Linked DNA regions of Oryctolagus cuniculus: region 1 is linked to region 2. A link is a contact called in public Hi-C data. All regions are on one chromosome and are shown on one strand. The core of a region is the stretch at or near the end of the contact, and the rest is flanking DNA. Distances in the headings are between cores, read along the strand shown. Region 1 has its middle 85 kb from the start of NR3C1. Region 2 holds the start of LOC127490646 (collagen, type I, alpha 1b-like).

Evidence for each region. Hi-C and Micro-C count contacts between places; a contact is called where the count stands out from the background.
Region 1: a Hi-C map of an unstated tissue shows a contact between it and region 2, with 2.2 times the contacts expected there. The contact joins the enhancer-like site here to the promoter of LOC127490646 in region 2. A contact is called at or near these places in 2 of 6 Hi-C or Micro-C datasets (liver and an unstated tissue).

Annotation. Positions count from the first base shown.
Region 1 is chr6:30,925,587-30,931,572 of mOryCun1.1, forward strand. No RefSeq gene overlaps it. Among named protein-coding and RNA genes, the nearest start is that of NR3C1, 85 kb to the left of the region's middle. Within about 2 kb of position 4,430, at least 6 of the 8 cell types and tissues checked have an H3K27ac peak or open chromatin away from gene starts, as enhancers often do.
Region 2 is chr6:30,843,181-30,849,022 of mOryCun1.1, forward strand. LOC127490646 (collagen, type I, alpha 1b-like) reads left to right here and starts at 1,508. Exons shown (of 4, transcript XM_070075913.1): 1 at 1,508-1,512; 2 at 1,709-2,513; 3 at 2,722-3,087; 4 at 3,175-4,548. The coding sequence starts at 1,508. The coding sequence ends at 4,548. It overlaps NR3C1 (nuclear receptor subfamily 3 group C member 1), which reads right to left and starts at 781. Exons shown (of 8, transcript NM_001082147.1): 1 at 1-781. The coding sequence starts at 781.

The DNA.
Region 1 (5,986 bases), core at 3,180-5,679, 85 kb after region 2:
AATTAGGAAGTTTTTGTTATGTTAGCATCTCTTTTCATGTAGCATTTAACTGCTTATATTCAATTTCCCTCTAAGATACTCAGAATAACTGTGACAGTTCTGAGAACTGGGTTTATTTGTTGCTCATTCATTCAACAAATCTCTTTATGTGCTAGACATACTCAAAAAGATTATAAGACATAATCACAGCTCCAGTGCCCTTTCCTTGTATATTTGATGCCTCCACAGTATGTGGCACATGCTAGACATTCAATGAATATTAATTGAATGAACGTGGGAGGTCATGATTCTTAACTTAGAATGCTCACAATCTGGTAGGGAGAATCAGACATGAAAAGAAATGAATGATCCAGAAAAGGCAGCAAATCCACTACAAAACAGGCAAATGATAGCACAGGAAATTAATGGAAGATGAAAGCCAAATGGCCAAAAGCATCTGATAAAATTCAATTTCACTAATAATCATGGAACTGTTAAGTTAAAGTGACAATGGGATGCCGTTCACATCCCTGACATTGTCAAGATCTCAGAAGTCTAACTACACCAAGGGTCAAAGATGATGTGCAGCAGTTAGAACAGTGACGCACCACGGTGGCGGGTAATTGATAAATCAGTCTGGAGAGCCATGCGACAGTACTCTATAAAGCTGAAGAGTTCAGGGTCTTAGACACAGCCATTCCACTTCTGGGTGGATGCCTTAGCTCAGTTACTTTCTGTCTGAAGAAAGTGGAATGTACAAGAAGTTCCTTGTGCCATGTTTTAATAGCAAGGAACATGAAAACATCTAAATGTCTGTTGATGAAAGAATAGATGTACAAATTGTGTTATAATCATCTCAGTAATACTTATCCCACTATAAAATTGAATGAGCCAGATCAAATAAGAATAACTGTCAAAATCATAAGTAAAAGAAGCAACTTGAAAAGGGCTAAGTTGCAGTATTATTTTCATAAAGTCTTGAAATTACCTTGGAAATATTGTGCAAATAACCACAGAAAGGGAAGATATGCATGGAGATGCAAGGTGTCGCATCCACAACAGCGAATACAGGGCCAGTGCAAGCAAGTGCAAGAGCAGGGAGCTGCAGGGAGCTTCATCCGCACTCCAGCTGGGTGTGGTCAGATGGAAGCATGTTATGAATGTTTTTTATATTAATGAGTCGCCCGTAACCTTGTTTGTATGTGGGCCCAAATTGCTTGGATTGAGAGTGGGTGGACTCTGATAAAGCTGCCCAGAACATGAATATTTTTAAAATGTATAAATAAATATATTTTTATCTGAAATATCCCATTTTCCAAGGAAAGGAAATAATGACAATGGTGGTAGACCTGAATGTGACGATGACTGATCCCTTTCTTTCTGGCTACCTGCTACCTGATATGCCCCTTCCCAGCCTCAGATGCAGTTGAAGATGGCTAGGAGACATGGGTCTAATGGATGAGCTGTCAGCAAAGTCTTCTAGGAGCTCTTTCAGAAATAGTGTTCTCCCTGTCACCATGGACAGAGCAACATGGTTGCACTCTTCTACCTCCTCTTCCTGCTTAGAACTTGGGTGGGATGTCTAGAGTTCTGACTGGCACTTTGCAACTCCGAGGTTTGGAAAAGGCCAAGGGGGCCACAGAGATGCCAGCTGACATCACGGCACTACTGACTCAATGCCAGAAACTGCCTGTGCTACACAAAGACCAGTAAGCACCATTTCCAATCACATGGATTGCCATCGTGAAAACCACTCTCGGCTGGCGCCACGGCTCACTAGGCTAATCCTCCGCCTTGCGGCGCCGGCACACCGGGTTCTAGTCCCGGTCAGGGTGCCAGATTCTGTCCCGGTTGCCCCTCTTCCAGGCCAGCTCTCTGCTGTGGCCCAGGAGTGCAGTGGAGGATGGCCCAAGTCCTTGGGCCCTGCACCCCATGGGAGACCAGGAAAAGTACCTGGCTCCTGCCATCGGATCAGCGTGGTGCGCCGGCTGCAGTGTGCCGGCTGCGGCGGCCATTGGAGGGTGAACCAACGGCAAAGGAAGACCTTTCTCTCTGTCTCTCTCTCTCACTGTCCACTCTGCCTGTCAAACAAACAAACAAACCACTCTCGCTACCATGATAGTCCTTACTAAGTCCCCACATCCTGCTCCAGCTTGTCAATATCCCCTCAGTGAAGTGCCTCACACTGAAGGCTCTACTCCCGGGAAATCAGGTTCTTATCAAGTATAGAGAGGTTATCACCATTCTCATTTTTAACGTACATATTCATGAGACCCTGCTTCAAGATTCAACTTGCTGCTTTGGTAGCTTTATATAACACAGGTGATTCATGTTCAACTTACTGTCAGCTCAGGTCCCAGCCTTGTTAGCTACTAGGTCAGTGCTCATGAAGAGGCGTCCCTTACAGTAGGTAAGTAGGATGTATAATCCATTATGGACAAGCAGAGGTGCACAGAGGGGAGCCTGCTTTCCCTAAGCTGAACAAGCCCCAGGATTCCCTTGGCCTTTCTTGCCTCTAAGGACTCAGTCTCCTTGGGGGGCCAGCCTATACCCACGTTTGCAGTTTTGCTCCTAGCTGATGGGCCCAGGTGTGAATACATGTCTGGAGCTGGGCTAATCGCATTTTCTCTCTGCAGTGCTTTCCAGATCAGAAACTGGCTCAATGCTTTCAGAGTTGGAAGCTGGCTCTGATTTCTAAAGAATTTACTGCAATGGATGTAGAATGAGACTCAGTCCAAATATTATTTCAGGGACCTGTTTATCTCATAGAGCTGGTATGCACAGGTCGTTAGGGATGAGAGTGGAGCATGCTTCTGCAGATTGCTGTGGCCACCACGTGCCACGCTGCCACCTCACCTGCCCCATCCTGGCCCCGCACTACTGTGCAGCAAGCACTCCATGCTGTCAAGTTTCTGTCTCTGCATTCAACCTAATGTTCTTCTTCCTTCCTCCCTTGAAGGACTGGTGTGCTACCACATCTCTTACCATGGACAAAGTGTTTTTTTTTTCCCTAAGTAACATATACTCATGTCTATGCATCTGTAAGATCTACAAAACGAAAGCAATGGGAAGATAATACTGTAAATTCCAAGGTAGAGAAACATTTAACAAACAAGTTGATTGCAAGCTATTAGGGACTAGTTACATTTTTTCCTTTTGGGAATATTGGAGTTTTTAAGGCAGTTGTCATGAATGGTAGAATTCAAGCATTAGAGAGAAAGGTTCTAGGGCAAGTGCCTCTCTGGTAGCAAAGTGACAATACCCAAGGTGTCGGCTATAACACTTTATGGAGCTAGTCTTCAGCATTTTAGTTTATGGAACAAAATAGGTGGATGTTGTAATTCTTTAACATTTATTTTTATTTATTTTAAAGGCAGAGAGAGAGGGAGGGAAAGATAGAGATCTTCCATCTATTAGTTCACTCCCCAAATGCTGAAGTGACTGGTTCTGGGCCAAGTCAAAGCCAGGAGCCTGGAACCCCATCCAGTGGGTGGCAGGGAGCAAAGCATTTGGGCTGTCTTCCTCTGCTTGTCCCTGGAGCATTAGTAGGGAGCTGGATCAGAAATGGAGCAGCCAGGACTTGCACTGCACTCTGATACGGGATGCTGGGAGTGCAGGTGGCAACTTAACCCCCTGCACACAGCATGGGCTGCAGGGATGTTGCACTTTCTTTCATTACTAAAGAGTGCAGTGAACTTTTTCTTCTGAGAGAGCCTTCTGAGTGAGCGACAAGTTTTAGATCACAAGAGCCCTCAAATATCAATTTTCATTAGCTGAAATGGTCTGACATTTTATTTCTTGGTGTAGTAGTTTCGAAGAGCAGTGATTGTTCTTTGTCACTGGATGGAAAAACAAAATAGTTAATTTCCATAAAGACCTCTGTGCACAGCAACAACCCTCATTGATGATTAACCCCATTCAGAGCTGGGTATGGAATTCAACTAACATCTTGTTTTTCTACAGGAAATGTTTAAATCTCTCCCATGTTGCTGACTGTCACTGGGGACTAAGAAAATTTTAGAATGTTAGAAGAAGATAGACAGGTTTCTTGGAAGCAAATAAAACTTTCTATTAGGTCAAAATGAACACACAGGGAGCCCCTGTGGGTTCTGCATTAAGCACAGCCGTACAGAAAATACAGATTGAGGCAATTAGCCCCTTCCGATTTTATGCAAGCAGTAGCAGCGGGCAGTATGCCAAGAGAGATGATTAAGGATTAAGCAGCAGCATGGGAACTTGATCAGAAGCTCCAAACCTTTTTGCCAGCACCTGCTATTTCTACATCACCACCTCCTCGATTGTGAAAGATGGAGGCCCTCTCCCAGACCCCACCCTTAGTCCACTTACTGCTTGAGGGAAAGTTGAGGAAGACGAGGATTCCGTCTCCACTAACTTCTAATAGGGAACACAGCCAAGACCGGCAGGAAGAAGCACGCTCATTTCCAACCTTTTTGGCAAGCTCAAGTGGGAGCAAAAGCCACTGCCAATTCTATTTTTTACTGCAGATTTAGAAAGGGTTGTGTCTACACATGCAAAGGGAAGTGCACTATGCGCTAGGTGAATTTAAGCTGCACCACAATTTTTTTTTTTTTTTAATAAGAAAAAGCCAAATCCTTTGGTGGGCTATCCTGATGGTTGTTTTCTAAGTGGAAGGGCCAAATTGGGAAGGGAGAGTGGAGCGAAACAGTTTCTTCTGCAGTTGCCTGCGTGCTCCCCAGCCTCACGTTTCTCACTCCGCCCCTCTCAGTCTGGCCAATCAGAGACCATCCCTGCAGCCTTTCGTTGTGACGCTGGGAGGGAAGAGCGAAACACTCTTTCTTCCCCATCAGGAACTGAGCTGAACCCCTTCACGGAGTGGAACCTGACCTGAGCAGCACTTTGATAGTTTGAGCTGAATAACTATGGAGAGAGCAGAGAGGGAGGCGTGAGAATGAGAGCTCGGGAATGCAACACTGATTCTAGCTGTGTCATTTGCTCAAATGAGACGTGAACGTGATGGATGTAGTTTGAAGACAAGTGCGTACACCTGGGACTTCAAAGCTACTACAGTTTGGTAAAAGAGCAGCTCGGTCACTTAGAAAAAAAGTCCACAGTACTTACGTGTCTTTCTTGGAGAGATACTGGCACGAAGAGTTACAAATGTCTCTGGAGGAAGCTCATAGAACAGCCGTGCTAATATACTACTAAGATACCAGGACTATTTTGCTTTGGTCTACAAAATCCCTAATTGGTAGCTGCTCCTACTATGATTTTTCAAAGACTCAGAGAGCTTAAAGCTTACCAAAGGTCACCACCAGTTAGGGGTAGTACAGGGATTCAAACCCGGCTTGTGGGGCTGCCAGCTTGCCAGTACCATGATGGCAATGTTATCTGGCCAACAGAGGGAGGATTGCAGTTCCCTGGGCTGATGGAAGACAGAAAGGAGAGGACCAAGAAAGGACTGAACGATTGAGGACTTAGAAATGTTTAGCAATTATCCATCTATCTCTGTCTCTCGTCTATCTACCTGCAGAAGGCTGTATCCAGTTACAAATGCTCACTTCTACAAGACTCTCTGCTAATGCTGTGTCTCATTTGGTCTTTGCTTCAGACTACAACATGGGCACTATTACCCCATTTTACAGATGGGGAAACGGATACTCAAAGATCACAGAGCAGATTAGAGGTAGACCCAAGCTTTAACATTTTGTTTGTCAGGCTCCAAACTCACCATTGTGAACAATTTACAACTGCTGCCCTGCTAAGAATTTCCAAAATTGTTCAGGTTCTCTCTCGTCTAATCAGTGAAAGTTTTCCAAGAGCCTATTTCCTCCAGATATTTAAAAAGTCAACTATACCCATGAGAGTATTTCAGGCATGGAAAGCCAAGACACTTTAGCAAGAAAACAAACAAACAAACAAACAAAAAACACACACAAAAAACCAAAACAACAAAAAAACAAAACCTAAATGAAAGATCTCCGCAAGTGAGATCCCAGTGGAAAGAACAGGTCATCAAAGAAGGAAG
Region 2 (5,842 bases), core at 258-2,757:
TATCCTTAATTTTAGGTTTCGTGTCCGGTAAAATAAGAGGCTTACAGTCCTCGCTCGAATTCCCTTCCAAAAGGAATGGATCATCTTCTCCCGCCAAAGGAGAAAGCAGACAGTTCTCGTCCACCAACAGGTCTGACCTCCAAGGGCTCTCGCTCCTGTCTTTACTTGGGGACCCAGAAGAAAACTCCAAATCCTGCAAAATGTCAAAGGTGCTTTGGTCTGTGGGGTGCAACTTGGCACTGCCGGCGCTGCTGCCAGTCTGGCCCTTCGGATTCTGCCGTTCGGAGGCCAGGTCAGAGTGAGTTTTTGGAAACCCCTCTGTGGGGGCGGCAGACCCAGCAGCAGGCGCTGTGCTCCTGGGGTTGTCTGCAGCACTAGCCGACCTGTTGAGGCTCGCGATGCTTTCTTCCAGAAGCCGGAAGTCCGTTTCCCCAGAGGAAAGGCTGGTTTGGCCCTGCTGCGGGAAAGCCAGGTCACTGCCCATCACTTTGGTTTCTGTCTCGCCCATATACAATCCCATCGAGAGTGACACTGCTCTGGACAGATCCGGCTGCTGGGCATTGCTGGCTGAGCCTTTCGGAAAGTCCACCGCGAGTCTCTGCTGCTTGGAGTCCGGCTGCGCAGCAGGAGCCAGTGAGGGAGAAGATGCAGGCACCCTCACAGGAGCTCCTCCCCTTAGGGTTTTGTACAAGTCCATCACATTCCCGCGCTCCGCCGGCCTGAGCACACTGCTGGGGACCTCCTCTCTACCCGGGGGACTTAATGATTCTTTGGAGTCCATCAGTGAATATTAGCTACAAAAAAAAAAAAAAAAAAAAAAAAGGGTGGGGTGGGGTGGGGGTTGGGACATGGTAAGCTATAACCTCACATTGTCTCCGCGATCCGATTAGTAACAGCTTGTTAAATGAACCTTTTAGTTAACTCTGGAACAAATTCTTCGTTACCAGCAGAGAAGTTTCTACCCCGCAGAACAGAAAGCCCCGTCCCTGCTCCCACTCAGTGCACCCCATTCCAAAGTGCAGTGCAGTCCACCGCACAGGCAAGGGCAGAATTGAATGGGACGAAGCTGGGCTATTCAGCCTGCCACTCCCTGAACGTGCTGCCTTGCGCATCGCCGACATTCTAACTCACTACAGCTGAGTATTCTGAAGGTTCAGATTGATGTCAAAGTATTTCATTTAAACAGTGTGTTCCCATCAAAATTCCTCTCCTCTCAATCAAGGTGGTTTGCTTTTCTGAGCACCAACACAGCTAACATTTGGTGAACACTAAGCTCGAATTCTCTAGCCCCTAATTTCCCCCAAATTCAACCTCCCCTACCAGCTACTCACAGCTCCAGCCCTTTTCAGTACAATCTACTGGTGAACCAGGCACGTTTTATTAAAAAACAAACAACGCTGACGTGCTCCTTATCGTCTACGGGCTGGCAAAAAGCTCCTATTTTTAAATGCGTATTCCTGACCTGCTACATCTAATAGTGCCCACCTCCACATTTTAAATATATAAAATGAGGTAAGTTGTATACGGGCCAACTAAAACTTAAGATTTAAAAAAAAGCTCAACAAAATGTGTTGTAGCTTCCCACGACACTGTAGTTTATAGTTATCTGGTCCTTATAACTTCCCAACATCTAGATGAAACCTTATCGTTTTTTTTAAAAAAAATTTGCTTAAGACCCTCAGTACGAACCCCGATTTCTTCTCTCAAGAGTCCGCCTTTCCAAACACCGAGAAACAGAAGAGCGCAGAGCTGCAGGATCACGCCGGACCCCAGGAGCGGCAGTCCCCAGGCAGGGGCGCAGCCAGACCGGCGCGCAGTCCGTGCTCGGGACGCCAGGGCTGCCCCGAGCGCTCCGGGGACACGGCGGGCCAATCCCGTGCAACCCAAGAAAACTTTTTCCCCGCACGCGGACGTCAGCGCGGATGCAGAGCTGGGTGGGGGCCCGCACACCTCCCGCGGGCCGCGGCTTCCCCGCCCGCCCGCCTTCCTCGGGCAGCGATCTCCCAACACCGCGCGCCGATCGCAGCCTAATGAATTTCCCCGCCGCTTCCCTGACAGCTGCCTTCCAACCCGAAACCAAAACAATACCTCAGGCGGCGAAACGCCCCCTCCAGCGAGACCCGAACCCCCCGCGCGAAGACCGCAAACAGCCCCGCCACGCTCCGGGGGCCCGCGCGAACCACGCCGAGGGGGCGTCTCTCGCCGGGGGCTGCGGAGCCCCCCGCGCCGAGCCAGCACTTGCCACAAACCGCAGCACCCACCTCGGCCCGGGCGGGGAGGGTCTCTCTTCCCACAGGGGGCCCCCGCGCCGCGGCGCGAGCCGAGCGCGACGCGTCCAGACCTGTTGCGTGCTCCCCGACACGCCCACTCGCTCCGATAACACCAGCCCGGCCGAAGTCTCGGCGGTTGCGGGCGCGCTCGCCCTCGCCCCCGCGCGCTCAGCCCCGCACGCCCGCCACAAACGCTGCGCACCGGGACCGGAGGGGAAACCTGCGGGCGAGGAGAACCCGCGGGCGAGCAGAGCCCAAGCGCGGCTCGGCGCTCACCTCAACAAAAATTTTTTTAAATAAATAAATAAATAAATAAAAAACACACAAAACCGGGGTGTCGAGGCGGCCCCTTTGGGGGGAAAAGCCAACGAGACTGGGGTGCGGGGGAGGAGAAGGGGCACGAAAAAAGGCCGGGATTCCCGCCGGGGAGCCACCGGCTTGTCAACCCTAGGCCGCTCGAGGAGGCTCCCCTCGCTGCCACCGCTCCGGTTCCTCCCCCTCGGCCCGGCCGGGCGACGGCGACGGAGGGAGAGGAAGAGGCCAGCGCTGTCACCCGCGCGCTGCCCTTTCGTCACCGTCGCCTGGCCCTCGCCAGCCCCCACCCCCGCTGCCCGGGCTAATAAAAGTTTGCGGGCGCCCGCGGCGGCCCCCGGACTCGGGCCCGGGTCCGCGGCGGGTGGCACCTCGGGGAGCGAGCGCTCGCGCCGCCCCAGCCCCCACCCCGGCCGCCCGGCCGCCCGCTTCTTACCTCGGGCAGCGGCGCCGCTCTCCCGCCGCCGATCGCAGCTCCCGCCGCAGCCCAGATAAACAACTTAGCGTGTGAAAGCCGGAGGAGCAGGAGCAATTTGTGTGTTTTTTTTTTCTTCTAAAAAATGCAAGTAAACAGCCGCCCCCTTCTCCATAGGGGGAGGGGAGGGGAGAGCCCCTATTTGAGAAAGTCTCCCATTTCCCCTCGCTGACAGGCCGGCTGCCCGCCCCGCTCCGGGCTCCGCGGCTCCGAGCCCCCGCGCGCGCGCGCGCGCGTGCCCCCAGTCCCCGGCGCCCCGCCGCGGCGGCCGCTCCGGCGGCGGCGTCTCGTCGCTCCCACTTAGAAACCGTCCCCGACGGGCGGGCGGTGACTCGGGCTCCAGTCACAGATTCGAGCTCGCAAAATGGAGGAGGAGGAGGAGGAGGAGGAGGAGGAGGAGTGGGAGGAGGAGGGGAGGGAGCGCGGACTCGCGAAGGGCCGCCCGGCCGCGGCGGGCGAGCGGGACCGAGCGGGGGGCGGGCGGAGGCGGCGCCACAGCGCGCACACACTCGCACACACGCGCTCCCACTCCGCCCCCGGCCGCTCCCCGCCCGAGGGGCCGCGCGGCCGCCGCGGGGAACGGTGCAACCTGTTGGCGACGCTCGGCAACTGCAGGGGCGCCCGCAGCTCCCGCCCCCACGCCCCGCCGCCCGGCCCGACGGCGCCTGCACGCCCGCGGCCCCCCGCATGACCCCGCGAGAGCGGCCCGCGCCACCCGGAGCCTTGCGGGCTTCTCGGCGCCCCCACCCAGGAAGAAGTGCAGCGGCGGCGGCGGCGGCCGACCTGATCTCTGCCGGGCGGGCTGAGGGGGGAAACCGAGTTCCTCTAGTTTCTCTTCTCGCTGCCTGCCGCCCGCCCCCGCGCAGCGCCGCGCCTCCGGACCCACTCGTGGAGCTCGTCCCCGTCCCCGGGCGGCCAGCGCCCCTGCGGGTGACAGCGGCGGTCGGGGAGGGCCAGGGCGCGGCCCGCAGCGGGGCCGCGGGGAGCGCCGCTCGCCGCCCCCGGCCGGGGTGGGCAAAGTCTGTCACTTGGAGAGGGGCTCCGAGGCTGCGCGGGAACCGTGCCGCAGCGTCTCGGCCGCGCTCGGGGCCGGGGGGCCGGACACACCCTCCGGGAGGCTGTGGACAGCGGAGGGGAGGGCAGAGGGGCTCAGTGCATACGTACTCTGGGCCCGGGGGTGTCGCGTGGCTGCGGGTGTCCCACCCCCGCATCGTCCGGGCGGCACGGTCTGCAGCCGCCGCGCTCTCGCACCGGGAGAGAAGTTGCAAAGCAGAACCCACCCTCCCCCGCGCCCCGGCCGTCCCCCACCCTCCTCCCGGAGTCTGCGAGGCGGCGGCGGCGGCGGCGGCGGCGGCAGAAGGAGGCGCCGCCTGCCAAGTTCAACCCCCAGCCCTCCCTCCGGGCCTCCCTCCCGGCGCGCTCACACTCGAAGGAAGTTGCACGCCAAATGCAAAACCTCCGGCGAGCTGGGTTTCTCTCTGCACTTTTTAAAAAATCATGATGAAGAAAAAAAAAAAAAGCAGGGAGTGGCAGACCCAAAAAAGCAAGTCGCAACCCAAACAGCAAGTTGCTGGCCGAGGGCGCCCCTCGCCCCATCCCAAACTCCTGACCTCTCCTTCCGCCCCCTCCGGGGCCCACGGCCAAGTTCCCCGCGGAGGCCCCTCCCCCGAATCCTGACATTTGCCGCCCTCTAGCCCGGGCACCGCTCACCCTCTCGCGTTCAGGGAACCTCTGCCCCTCCACATAAAACAAAACACACGCAGCTTTAAAATGTCAGCGTTCAACTCCTTCCAGCTGTTCCCGTTACGCGCCGCTCCCCCCGCCCTCGGGCTGAGGGAAACACGTGGCCCGTCCCCGAGGAGCGGCGAGGAGTGAGGGGCGTGCTTGGGACCAGGGCTGCTGGCGCGGGGTGTCCCCCGCCCCGGCGCAGGCTCCGGCGCACCGGGACCGAAGCCCCCTACCTTGCGCGGCGCACAGTGTGGGTTTTGTGACTCAGAGATGCTGCCGGGCTGCTTTCGGATTTGCAGGGGTAACTTTTGCACCCTCGGGTGACAGCGCTCGCCGGCTGCTGACGAGAGCGGACGCTGCCGCCGCTCCACTTGGTCCTGGCCCCGGCGCTCGGCCGCAGCCGCGCTCGCTCGCCGCGGCCGCGCTCACAGTCTGACGGCGGCAGCCTCTGCTGTGACATCTTGGACGAGCCTGGGAAGCGCGTGCCGGAAGCCGCCCGCCGCCATCTTGGTAAAGGGTGGTGACGCCAGCCGGGCCCCGCGGCCACCATCTTGGCAAAGGTTCTCGGTGGCGCGTAGCCCAGGCCGCCGTTCCTCGGTTCCAGACTGCCGGCGTCGCCCGATGCGGTATCTCATAGGAAAGGGAAGAACCAGGCTTTCAGTTAAGTCCCTTGTCTGGACACGATCTACCGAGACCGCCTCCAGAAGAGTGGGGAGCAGCCATCTTGGCAAAGGAAGAGTCGCTGCGCTTTGCGAAGAGCACAGGGAACCCGCTCTGGAGCCAAGGCAGAAGGCTCAGCCCTAACTTTCAGGAAGGGCGCAGAGCCACCCGTTGTTGGCAGGGCCCGCTTTTGGGCCCTGGTTGCACGCCCACCAGGATACTTGGACAGTCTTGAAATCAGAATTTACTCCAAGAGCGCTACTTTGCACACTTGCTACTTTTTCTCAGCCGAGCATTAGAATCAAGTGTTTTTCTTGAATTAAGTCCCCAAATACCCATTTTCATTACAAAAAAGTCAAGATCCAAGCTCACAACAATGTCATACGTAATTAAAGTA